Regions from separate parts of the Sus scrofa genome. Here all the other regions are linked to region 1. Evidence: chromatin contacts called from public Hi-C and HiChIP or PLAC-seq data. All regions are on one chromosome and are shown on one strand. The core of a region is the stretch at or near the end of the contact, and the rest is flanking DNA. Distances in the headings are between cores, read along the strand shown.

The links. Hi-C and Micro-C count contacts between places; a contact is called where the count stands out from the background. HiChIP or PLAC-seq counts read pairs in DNA pulled down with a chosen protein or histone mark.
Region 2: a contact with region 1 is called in a Hi-C map of embryonic fibroblasts, with 4 times the contacts expected there. The contact joins two enhancer-like sites. A contact is called at or near these places in 3 of 47 Hi-C or Micro-C datasets (adipocytes, embryonic fibroblasts and fibroblasts).
Region 3: an H3K27ac HiChIP or PLAC-seq map of skeletal muscle shows a contact between it and region 1, with 3 times the contacts expected there. The contact joins two enhancer-like sites. A contact is called at or near these places in 1 of 5 promoter capture datasets (liver), 3 of 47 Hi-C or Micro-C datasets (embryonic fibroblasts, liver and undifferentiated spermatogonia) and 1 of 2 datasets of contacts at active chromatin or transcription factors (skeletal muscle).
Region 4: a contact with region 1 is called in a Hi-C map of retroperitoneal adipose tissue, with 2.2 times the contacts expected there. The contact joins two enhancer-like sites. A contact is called at or near these places in 3 of 47 Hi-C or Micro-C datasets (mesenteric adipose tissue, retroperitoneal adipose tissue and subcutaneous adipose tissue).

The regions. Positions count from the first base shown.
Region 1 is chr4:13,182,049-13,184,748 of Sscrofa11.1, reverse strand. No RefSeq gene overlaps it. Among named protein-coding and RNA genes, the nearest start is that of FAM84B, 260 kb to the left of the region's middle. Within about 2 kb of position 1,283, at least 22 of the 83 cell types and tissues checked have an H3K27ac peak or open chromatin away from gene starts, as enhancers often do. A contact at or near this core is called in retroperitoneal adipose tissue and skeletal muscle, where this site is marked.
Region 2 is chr4:13,053,187-13,055,886 of Sscrofa11.1, reverse strand. No RefSeq gene overlaps it. Among named protein-coding and RNA genes, the nearest start is that of FAM84B, 390 kb to the left of the region's middle. Within about 2 kb of position 1,361, at least 15 of the 83 cell types and tissues checked have an H3K27ac peak or open chromatin away from gene starts, as enhancers often do.
Region 3 is chr4:12,945,447-12,948,146 of Sscrofa11.1, reverse strand. No RefSeq gene overlaps it. Among named protein-coding and RNA genes, the nearest start is that of MYC, 490 kb to the right of the region's middle. Within about 2 kb of position 1,361, at least 14 of the 83 cell types and tissues checked have an H3K27ac peak or open chromatin away from gene starts, as enhancers often do. A contact at or near this core is called in skeletal muscle, where this site is marked.
Region 4 is chr4:12,985,844-12,988,543 of Sscrofa11.1, reverse strand. No RefSeq gene overlaps it. Among named protein-coding and RNA genes, the nearest start is that of FAM84B, 460 kb to the left of the region's middle. Within about 2 kb of position 1,398, at least 3 of the 83 cell types and tissues checked have an H3K27ac peak or open chromatin away from gene starts, as enhancers often do. A contact at or near this core is called in retroperitoneal adipose tissue, where this site is marked.

The DNA of each region.
Region 1 (2,700 bases), core at 34-2,533:
GATAAGGACGTGGTCTTAAGGCCTGTTTGGAGGTAAAGTACTGATTTTTATTCAGAGCTATAAGTAAGCAAAAGCATAATTTGCGCCCCTAGATGTAACGCTTGTGAAGTTTTGCAAGAATCAGCTTTTTTAAAATATAAACTGCACGATTTTGACTTTGAATTTGCCTGATCTATTTTAATGACCAAGTAATCAAGGATTTGTTGGCTGACCCTTCAAATTAATTTGACAACTGGTGTCAGTAATGCCCCCTCCCACACAGGGCTTTTGTGAGAATTAACTGTGATCATTCTTAGGAACCCAGGAGAAGGGGCTGGAAACCGTGGAACTTAATTATTTCCCTTCCCCTTTTCCTCTCCTTCTACCAGGCTACTTAAAAGCACAAGGCGTCTCAGATGCATTTTTGTATCCCAGTGTTTGTCACAGTGTAAGAAAGTAGGAGGGAAGAAGGGAAGAGGGAAGTGAGAAGAGGAAGGAAGGAGGAGAGGAAAAAGGGAGAGAGAGAGGGAGGAAGGGCTGGAGGAAGGAAGACACAACAGTCCATAGCAAATTTGGCGGTCCCCTGTCCTCGGTGCAGTTCCTCCTATGGCCACATGATGGCGGCATGAGCCTGGCAGCGCCCCTGCGCTCTCAAGTCTGCCACTTTTCAATGGAGCCTGGGCGTGTTTGTGTTTGTGCCTGCGAGTCAAAGTTACGCCCAGCCTCAGCAGTCTCAGCTGAGCTGTAATGCAGGTCGACACAAACATCTTCAAGGGGTTCACGGTCTTTCTTTCTAGAAAAATCCCAATAGGAATTTGATAGTAAAAAGGACCTTGTGGTCGTTTTAAAACGAGGAGGTTTTCCTCAATACACAGCATCTGCTCCGCTGGGTTTGCAATCTGTGTGCAGGTACTGCAGTTAATGAGACACCGGCTCGCTGCTCCCAGGGCCCGGCTGGAGCAGTCAGCTGGTAGAATGATGGGAACTGCAGTCAGCAGCTCTGCACCAACACGCCCGGGGATGGAAAATGTGATTTGTGACACAGCAGCTTGGGAATAATAATGAAAACATAATTGCTCCAGGCGGATTGCTCTGTCTTTCAATTGCAAAGCTGCTCCACTTCATATGAGAGAAACTGTAGTTCTTAGCTTTTGTTTCTCTAGGATAACCAGAGGCACACCCAGCAACCGTTCTTCTGCCCCCGGTTACTTAGATGTTTATTTGAACCCCAGTGAAAGGCTGTCCCCTAAACAGAAGGAATCTGCCTCAGCTCCAGGCTCTTTGTGGCAGCTGTCTATTCAAGCAGAACCACCCAAGTCATGGATGTGGCTTTCAAACATGTCCATCCCTTCCTCTGCTACCAGCACATGCTGTTGTACTGTTCCTTTCTTTCTTCCTTTCTTTCTCTTTCTTTCTTTCTTTTTCTTTCTTCCTTCCTTCCTTCCTCCTTTCCTTTCCTTTCCTTTCCTTTCCTTTCCTTTCCTTCCTTTTTTGCCTTTTGAAGAAAAAAAAAAGTCCTTGCATATGTACTTCCTTTTATAGTTTACACACATTTCTCGTTCTTCATCACAACCCAGGAAGGAGGCAGAGGTTATCAGCGTGATCTTGCAGACAAGGACACCAAGAATCAGAAAGATGCAGTGATGTGTCTGGAATCTCCATTCCCCAGCTCAGGGGTGAAGAAAGGAGGAGTCCAAGGTGTGTAGCCTGGGTTTGAGTCCCCTTCAGCCACTCTAAGTTACCTGACATCTCTGAGGTTCAAGGTCCTAGTCTGTGAAAGGAAGAAAAAGATGCCAGCTGCTTGGGAATGGGGGAGGACCAGATGAGATGGTGCCCCGAACACCTGCTGTGGTGGTGTTGGGGGGGGTGAGTGGAAGGCTGAGTGTGAGGCACCTTTTTACACTCTTTCCCACCCTCCCGGCCCCGTATTCTGTGCACTGTTCCATGCAGTTCCAACAGCCTGTGTGCCAGGGGAGGTGGAGCAGCTAATCCTCCTTCCCCAGGCTTCTCTGGCTCACTGTACAACTTTGCTTGGCTTCTAAGGATGAACTGTTCGAGAGGTTAAGGTTGGAGGGGCCACTCCTGACCCAAAGGGAGCTGGCACTGTTGGATAAACGTTTCCCCTTCTCATTCTCCCAGGTGAATGGTTCTGAGACATATTTCACTCCCAGTCAGTCACTCCCAGTCATGCCCGAACTGATGCTCACGTTTCTTCCTTCCTATTTTACTCACTGGTGCTTCACTCATGGTCTTGGGATTGCTTCCAAAATAAACTACCTTGGTACAGGCTCTACCTCAGGCTCTTCATTTGGGAACTAAGGCTGGCACAAAGTGGGAGAGAAGCCAGGTCCCTGACACTGGGGTCAGGAGTCCATTTACCTAGGCGCGCACACACACACACACACACACACACACACACACACACACCCTGCTCCATATCTAGAGCGAACAGATGGAACAAGGGGTAAATTTGATGAGCTCTAAAGGATTTCCGGAGCATCTCATAAGTTGGTGGTCCCCACAGGGCAGGAGTATGCTTGCTGGGTCCCTAAAGGACCTGAGTTCCTGTGCATTAACGGACATTAGTATCCAACCCCAGATGCCCCGGCTGTAGCAACCACCTCAGTCCTGGAATCAGCATCAGGTGGAGCCCCAAGCTGTCTCCATGATGTGATTTAAGGGCTCCATTAGGCTCTGTGATGCAGATATATTTTATGAGTG
Region 2 (2,700 bases), core at 112-2,611, 130 kb after region 1:
AGAAAAGACAAAAAAAAAAGAAGAAAGAAAGAAAGAAAGAATCAAGTCTGAAGTAAACCTCTGGGTCTATATCAAAAGATCTAACATATATTGAATTGGAGTCAGACCAAAGGGTATAATCAAGAATAGCATAGAAATTTTATTTTTAAAAAACTGCTAAAAATTCCTCAATTTCATAAAACACTTAAATTTATTGATTTATGAAGCACAGTAAATCTCAAAACAGGACAAATACAAAGAAAACACATAGGCACATTATAAATAAACAACTGAAAACCAAAGATAAAGATAAATCTATAGATCAGCCAGAGAAAAAGAATGCATTGCTTTTAAGACAGCATTTAAGTGACAGCTGACTTCTCATCAGACACTATGGAGGTCAAAAGACAAAAACATGATCTTTAAAATGCTGATAAAAAAGAAAAAAACCTGTCAACACAAAAATCTGTATCTAGTGAATCAAATAAATATGAAAGTAAAATATTCTACTGGAATTTCATCTATGGGTAGTCTCCAGAATCAACAAAAGGGAGAAACAGCCAAACCTCAGGAATAGTAACCAAGGAAATAGAATCTCACCAAGGAATGTTTTAAAGTTGATATTCTTTCGGCTGCCTTTTGTACAAATGTGACTTCACTAAACACCAGAATATTAGGGTGACAGAGAGAGGAGGGGTATGTTTTTATCTAGTGGCAGCTCTAGAAACTTGGGTGGTAAAGAAGTAAAGCCTCCAATTTCAACTTCAGGGAGGTGCTGTGACACAATGTAAGGTGCATGGGCTTTGACAGTGGACATGTCCGGATCTGAGTCCCAGCTCTGCTGCTTATTAACACTGGTACTTTGGAGAAGTTACTGAACATGCCTCAGCATCAGTTACAAGATGAGCTCGGTTGACACGAGGATTAGAGAAAATGTAGACAAAGCACCTGGTACATGGTAGGTAGTAACTTCCATGGGTTACACCAATCTTTGAGTCATCAACTATTGTTTATTTCACTTCCCACACTTTTGGGGAGGGTTCCTTGGATACCACCTGTGTACTCCCTAAGTGTTACCCAATGGTACCCTAGGGGTCAAAACAGGTTAATACTCTTCCTAACATGTCCTGTCCTTCCAGAGATTAAATAGAGGATTTATCAGAAGGCAAGGGAAAGTAGCCTTTAAAAGAAAAGTCATTAGGAGCTGGCCTACTGGTTGTATTCCAGCAAGAAGGATGAGTCACCTCTTCCCTGCAAACATGTATGTGTAAATACAGGGAAAAGTTAAGCAACTCTCTACTCTTGCCTTATTCTGCTGTGGCCCTAACCTGCTGCCATAGTAGCAGCTTGTGAAATGGTGAAAAATGCAATGATCGCATGACCTAATTCAGGCGTAATGCCTCAAGTGGGAAACATGTGTGGGCCTCTCTCTTTCCCACGCAGAGCCTAGAACAATCAGCAGGGATTTTGAAACAGGTCCCTGTGGAAATGAATCCAGGGCTGTACACCTACTCATTACATAACTTGAGGTTAAGGAAGCAAAGCCCCGTGGAGGGTGTGCCTGGGTATGCAAGCCAGAGAGATACGCACAAGATACCAGAGCCCTACCCTAGCCTGACTAAGCAGAAAAAGAAAGCTAGAAATGGCTTCTTTATCGCAACTGGCCAGAATGTTCTCTTCTGAGGAGGGCCCAGTGAGAGAAGGGAAGAGGTTGACATCTGGGAGCATCGACTATATGTTAGAAAACAGGCTTGATGATTTTGCTAGTGTACCTCAGGTTTCACAACAGTTCCTGTTTTTTAAGCTGAGCATTATGAGGTCACAATCCTCAGGTCATGGTGAGAAACTGAAGCTCAGAAAAGTGAAATCAAATTCCTGGTGAATGGCGGGGATGAGCTCACAAGTGATCTCTATGTGAACATAGATCCACGATTTAGCTGTCCTCTTGCTGGAGTGGGAAAGGAACACGGCCAGGCTCTAGTTCTGTTTGGCTCTGTCCCAGCAAGGGACAGTGAGATGAGAAATTGCCATTGACCTTCGCGTTATGGGCATCCACAGCCCACCAGGAATGGATTTGCTTTCAGCTGTATATTTTTTTGGAGGAAAAAAAAAAAAAAAAGTGTGTACCACCCCTAGTGTCCAAAAAGGAGAAGGGGCTTATGCATTTGTTACAAAGAGTAAACATTGGAGGTTCCTAAGCTTACCTTCATCTTTGCACAGAATTCTCAATGAGAAAGAAGACAGTAGACTCAAAAGCTTAAGGTCTTTGCAGTATTATCCAGGTACAATAAGTTCTTTTCTTAATATTTATTTTTCAATCTTGACAATGTGATGATCATGAAAGGATAATTTAGCCATTGTGTACTGTCCAATCAAACCAAAGAATGGGTGGTCCACATTTTAAGATATTTTTTCCTGCCTGTATGCATTTATTTGCTTATTCAAACACAATAAATATTTCCTGATTGTTATATGTCAGCCCTTATGGTCTTGTCGGAAATGGCAGAGATCACTAAGGCATAAACGTGTCCTTAAGAGATTTTTAGTCTAGTAGTGAAAACAACTTGACTTGGACATGATACAGATACATGCAGGACATTGGGAGAAGCCAGAGGGCAGGCTCCTCCAGGGGTGGAATCTGACAGTTCTTCTAAGAAGTGATAACAGTTCTAGAGCTGCAAGACAGGGGACTGCACCTGCTGGACCCAAGGAGAGATAGGG
Region 3 (2,700 bases), core at 112-2,611, 240 kb after region 1:
GCGTTATCTTAAAGATTGAGTGTACTTAGTGGCTTATTGAGAGCGTCCACAGGCATTTATCCCGATTGACCCCTCAACAAACCTAGACAGGACAGGAATTCCTTCCTGCCAATCCATAAATGAGGCTACTCTGAAGTGGTTTTTTTTTTTTTTTTTTTTTTTTTATCCTTTGTGTTTCTAGGGTGGGAGGTATTATAATATTCTTTTTTTCCCTCCTCATTTCCTAAAGTAAAGATAAAAATTGAGCGTGGGTATGTTAAGTGATTTCACCCAAAGTCAGTATGATATAGATTCACCTGGTAGAGAAAAATCTTCTTTCTTTCTCTAGAGTGGAACCACAAACCTTAATACCCTTCGGGCTTATGTTACCAAGTGGGAACAGAAATGAAGCAGGCTGAAATAAGATACCAAATGGCCTCGTGTTGGGAAGGCAGTAGGGAGTGGGTGCAGCCTGCAGAAAGCTGGACCAAAGTATGGCTTAGTTAAAAGAGAGTACCAGCCCCTCAGCTCCAGCCAACTGTTGCCATGCAATATTAGGCTCAGAGTTTTCATCAAGTCCAATTTCTTCAATAGAAGCTATAGATCTACATAGATCTATATTTTATACAGAACCATCTCGATTTGAAAATATAAGCAACTAACTTGAATGTAAAATATTTTTGACTCAGCACCATACAGTCCAAATAAATACACCTCTGATCCGCATGCACTAGAGACAGGATGCATCCTGCTCTCATACACTGTTTCAAACCAAATTAAAGCCACTTATGTATACTTTGAATAAACATTGAGGTGCCGTGATTATAAGCATGTACTCCTGAACTAAATGATCTGAGTTCAAGTCCTAGCTCTGACATTAACTGTGTGAATGACCTTGGACAAATCACTTTACCTTCCTTATACTTGTGTTTTCTCACCTGTAAAATGGAGTTATAACAGTACTTACGCCTGTGGATAGCTTTCAGTATTAAGTGACTTGACATAAGTAAAACATTTAAAACAATTCCTGACACATAATAAGAGCTATGTAAGCTCCAGTGTTTATTAGAACTCTCATCTCACTATGAATGTCTCCTCGAAAAATATCTTTCCCCATATAGCAACTTAGCCTCGTTTATAGTCGCTCTGGAGTCAGTGTTTGTGTCATCTTATCATACACTCCGTCTGTTTAGTTAGCCTGAGGTTCTTCTGTTTATCCTGACCCTGGTGAAAACAAAGCAGCTTAAATCCAGTCCTCAGGGAGCTCACAATTTAACTGGGAAGGATCACCCAGTTTCCCCAGAACCTAAGCCAGGCGTCTCTATTCACAGCTGCACTGAAAAGCTTCCTTCCTGGCTTGTGTCTCCAAAAGGGGGACGCTATTGCAAGGTCTCTAAGAGGAAGGAAAAGGGGCCTTGTTAATTAGCTTTCTCTTTTGAATGACGCCATCGCAGACCTGATTCATTTCCATGAATTGAAGGAAAAAAAAAAAGTGGAGGGGGTGGCAGGCTCTCTGTGAAGGAATGAGTGAAAACTGGCAGGAGAGCACAGATTAGAAGAAAGCTGAAGTTGGAGAAAACAGCCATGTGAACTTGGCCGTCCACTATGACTCACGTTTAAGCCAGGAGATGACATCAAAAATCTAAATTTAAAATGGAGGCGGCAAAATGTCTGCTTCCCTGATTGGAAGCTGGAGCCCAAGAGCGTGATGGGGGATGTTGGTCTGATCCTCAGTGTTTCAGAAGGTATCGAGTGGCGCATCTGGAGTTTTTCCTGAAAGGGTCTCTTGTTTGTAGACCTATTTGCCTCTGTGATATTCCTTCCTGTTTTCAGACCACTCGTGTGTGTGCGTGTGTGTGTGTGTGTGTGTGTGTGTTGTGTTTGTGTGGTATGATACCCATATGAAATTACACAACCCGAGGAAGGCTATTAAATATATACCGTTATCTCCTGGAAGCTTATAACATGACATCAAGCAAGGACCCAGATCCATAGAGTTGGGAGCCCATAGCATTTCTCTAGTACTTTCTATGTGCCAGGGGTAGTATAAATCCATTTAATTTGTTACGTATCTACCCTCAAGCCGGTCCTCTGAAGGATTGTTATGAATTCCACACTATAGATGCAGATACGTCTACTAATTTCACACAGCTACATAGCTACTGAGTGGCGCTTCTTGAAAAACCTATGCTTTTTTCATTGCCCCATTTACCAGAAAAAAAAAAAAAAAAAAAAAACGGAAGAAGAAGAAGAAGAAGATTTGTGCTGTAAACTCTGTAAAAAAATTCATAATAAACAAGAGTTCTTGTTGTGGCTCAGCAAGTTAAGAACCTGACTGGCATCCATGAGAATGTAGGTTCAATCCCTGACCTCGCTCAGTGGGTTAAGGATCTGGCATTGCCACAGCTGTGGCTTTGGGTCACAGATGTGGCTCAGATCTGGCGTTGCTGGGCTATGGCATGGTGGCTATGGCTCTGATTTGGCTCCAAGCCTGGGAACTTCCATATGCCTCAGGTGCAGCCCTAAAAAAAAAAAAAAAAAAAAAAAAAAAAAAAAAAAAAAGGCAGAAAAAAAAAAAGAATAAACAGAAGCCTCAATTAAATAGAGAGTAGAGACCAAAGGGGGAGCTCTCACACCCCATGACCATAGAGCCCCAGGGGAAGAAGAAAGACTCCTCTTCTTTCCTGGCAAGGACTCAGACAATGGAAAACCATGGGCTCT
Region 4 (2,700 bases), core at 149-2,648, 200 kb after region 1:
CCTCCCACTCTAGCTAAAGCACACACTCACCCTTTCTCTGCTACTTATTACTTCAGCTAATGTGTATCACTGTCTATGGTTTTCTTCTTTCTTTGTTTAAATATTTTTATCTTCTCTACTTAGTGTAAGCTCCAGGACTTTGTCTTAGTTACTGCTTCAGTGCTTAGAGCAGTGCTGGCTCAAATAAAGCCCCTGAATTATTGTCAACAAAATAGTGACCCTGGCCATCATACAAATAATGTTTAGTTAGATAATTCACTCGCTAGTTGTATCTAAAATGTTGTATTCCTAGTGTGCTTGATCTAAGTAACTTTAGCCCTTTTCTCCTACTCAAGAAAGCATCATGGTGAAATGTACATCTCTCACAACCCACTGGAACACTGTCTCCATCTGTGGTCACAGTCCATTGGGCTATGATTGAGTTGCTGACACAGGTTAGCCAATTAGAGAACTTCCCAGGAACTGTTGAAACTGAAATGCAGAGAAGAGATGTTGATTTTCAATGATGACAGAAGATAAGGCCTACGAAGCTCAGAATATTGGTACCCCATTCCCTACCCTGTTAGAAGCCAACCTAGTGTAGCAGGGAAAGAAGCTGGCTCTTGGAGAGAAACAAGAAACAGAGGCAAGAGTGAGCAGCTCAAATCACAAGTCTACTGGACCCCAAGGCCAGGTCATCTTGTCCAGCCTGTGGTTATACAAGATCTCCCCAGGATTCTCCCCCATAAATGCCCCTTTTTTGACTAAGTTAGTTGAAGTAGGTTTTTAGCATTTGTTGTAAAGAGATTACTGACCAATATAGAAATCAATGGAGTGAGAGCGATATGGAAATTACCTGACATGTGGACGTGCAGGGGGCACTCAAACATCTTCATTGACTTGTCAAATAAATGGAAAAAAGAGTACTTCTATATAAAAATAAGAAATGACAATGCGGTTGAAAATAGCTGTATCTGTCCCATGTGATTTTTCCCCATAAATTCTATTCTACATGGCAGGTGAGCCATGTAACCCTTGCGACAGAGATGGGAGCTCCACTTGAAACAAGACCCACCATTACACAGGCTTTGGCAAGATCAAATGCTCAGAAACCTATTGAGAGGAGATATTTGGCAGATGAAGGGGCAAACTGGCATTTGCCAAAAGAGCAAAGGACAGGACAGAAGCCTCAGAATAAAGTTGCCATTTCTCAGGGTCTCCAGCTGTGCCGAATTCAGGAGCACGTTGTGCATCCATGTAGCTCTTGAGGAAACCACACACGGCCCCTGACGGGAGGACACATCCTGAACTATTGTGGGTGAGAGGATCCGAAACAGAATGTACCAGGCAGTGTGGCAACATCCCGCCCAGTCGCGAGGGACACCACTCCCCACCCAGAGATTAAAGCTGCCCAGTCAGAGGCCCTGCATCCAACCAGCACCCCCTGCAGGGACTGCGGAGACAGGACTGCATTGGAGGCAGCAACTTCATGCAGTTGTCTGGCAAGAAAACAAGCAGATTCTCCTGCTTGGATGACATCAGTAAGAGGCACACGATCCAACCTGGCAACACTTATTCAAGAAAGAACGGCTGGATGTGGTGGAGACAGTCATAGGAAAGTGAAAGAGCCCAAACATTTCATGAAGCCAGCTGTTTCTACTGCCGAAAATAAAAATAAAATTTCAGGAGTTCCTGCAATGGTGCAGTGCGTTAAAAATCTCACTGCAGTGGCTTGGGTCGCTACAGAGGTGCAGATTCAATCCCTGGCCTGGGAATTTCCATGTGCCATGGGTGCAGCATAAAATTAAAAAATACAAATAACATAAAAAATTTAAATGATGTAACGTTCAGTTTTAATGAATGCATCTGAAGCCATTTGCAAGCTCTAGATAGCCTGTGGTCATTGCTATGGGGGCGGTGTTCTTGATTTAGTGTTTGCTGTATCTTGTAACCAATATTTTTAAAATTGTGTGATGTGATTGGGAGTGAACTGGACTTGGATATTTGAAAATCTGCCCCTTACCCTTTCGGTAAATTTGTAGAAGTCACTCAGCCTCTCTGAACATCGTGGAAAAAAGTGTGGTAAGAATATTTGTCTTTCACCATCCCATGTCAGAGTGATTGCTGATAGAATAAAGTGCTTCTGTAATGAATGAAGCAAAATTGTGGAACACGAGTGTCCATATAGGATCCTGGGATTCCTGATGGCGACATGAACTTTAGTCCAGAGAAAAGACAACTAAAGAGAAGACTATGAAAGATTCTAGAAAGTCGGAAGTATTAGTAATAACAATGGTAGTAGCCAAGGTGAAGTAAGATGTCTTGACATGGCTAGGAAGGAAGTGATAAGAGCTTGAACTAAATAACTACTTGATGAAATCTGTTGGAAGGCTTCCCTTTACTCATGAGAACAAAAACCAAAACTAATATGGTCTCAAAGTCTCTCATTGGTCCTATCCCTACCCACCTGTCCAGCTCCCTCGCTCTGTGTTCCAGCTGCCCAGGCCTGCCTCCAGGCCTCCAAATGTTACTTAGTCCTTCTGGATTCCTAGCCTTTGCCTGAGCTTCCCTTTGCCTCTCTGCCTTCTAACCTCCATTCACCAGGTTGACGTCTACTCATTCATTTCAGATAAAACCATGTCTTGCCATTAACCATTGACATACTCTTGACACCTTGAAATTTTTTTCACAGTTTATGGCATGGCATGGTTGCAGACAGCC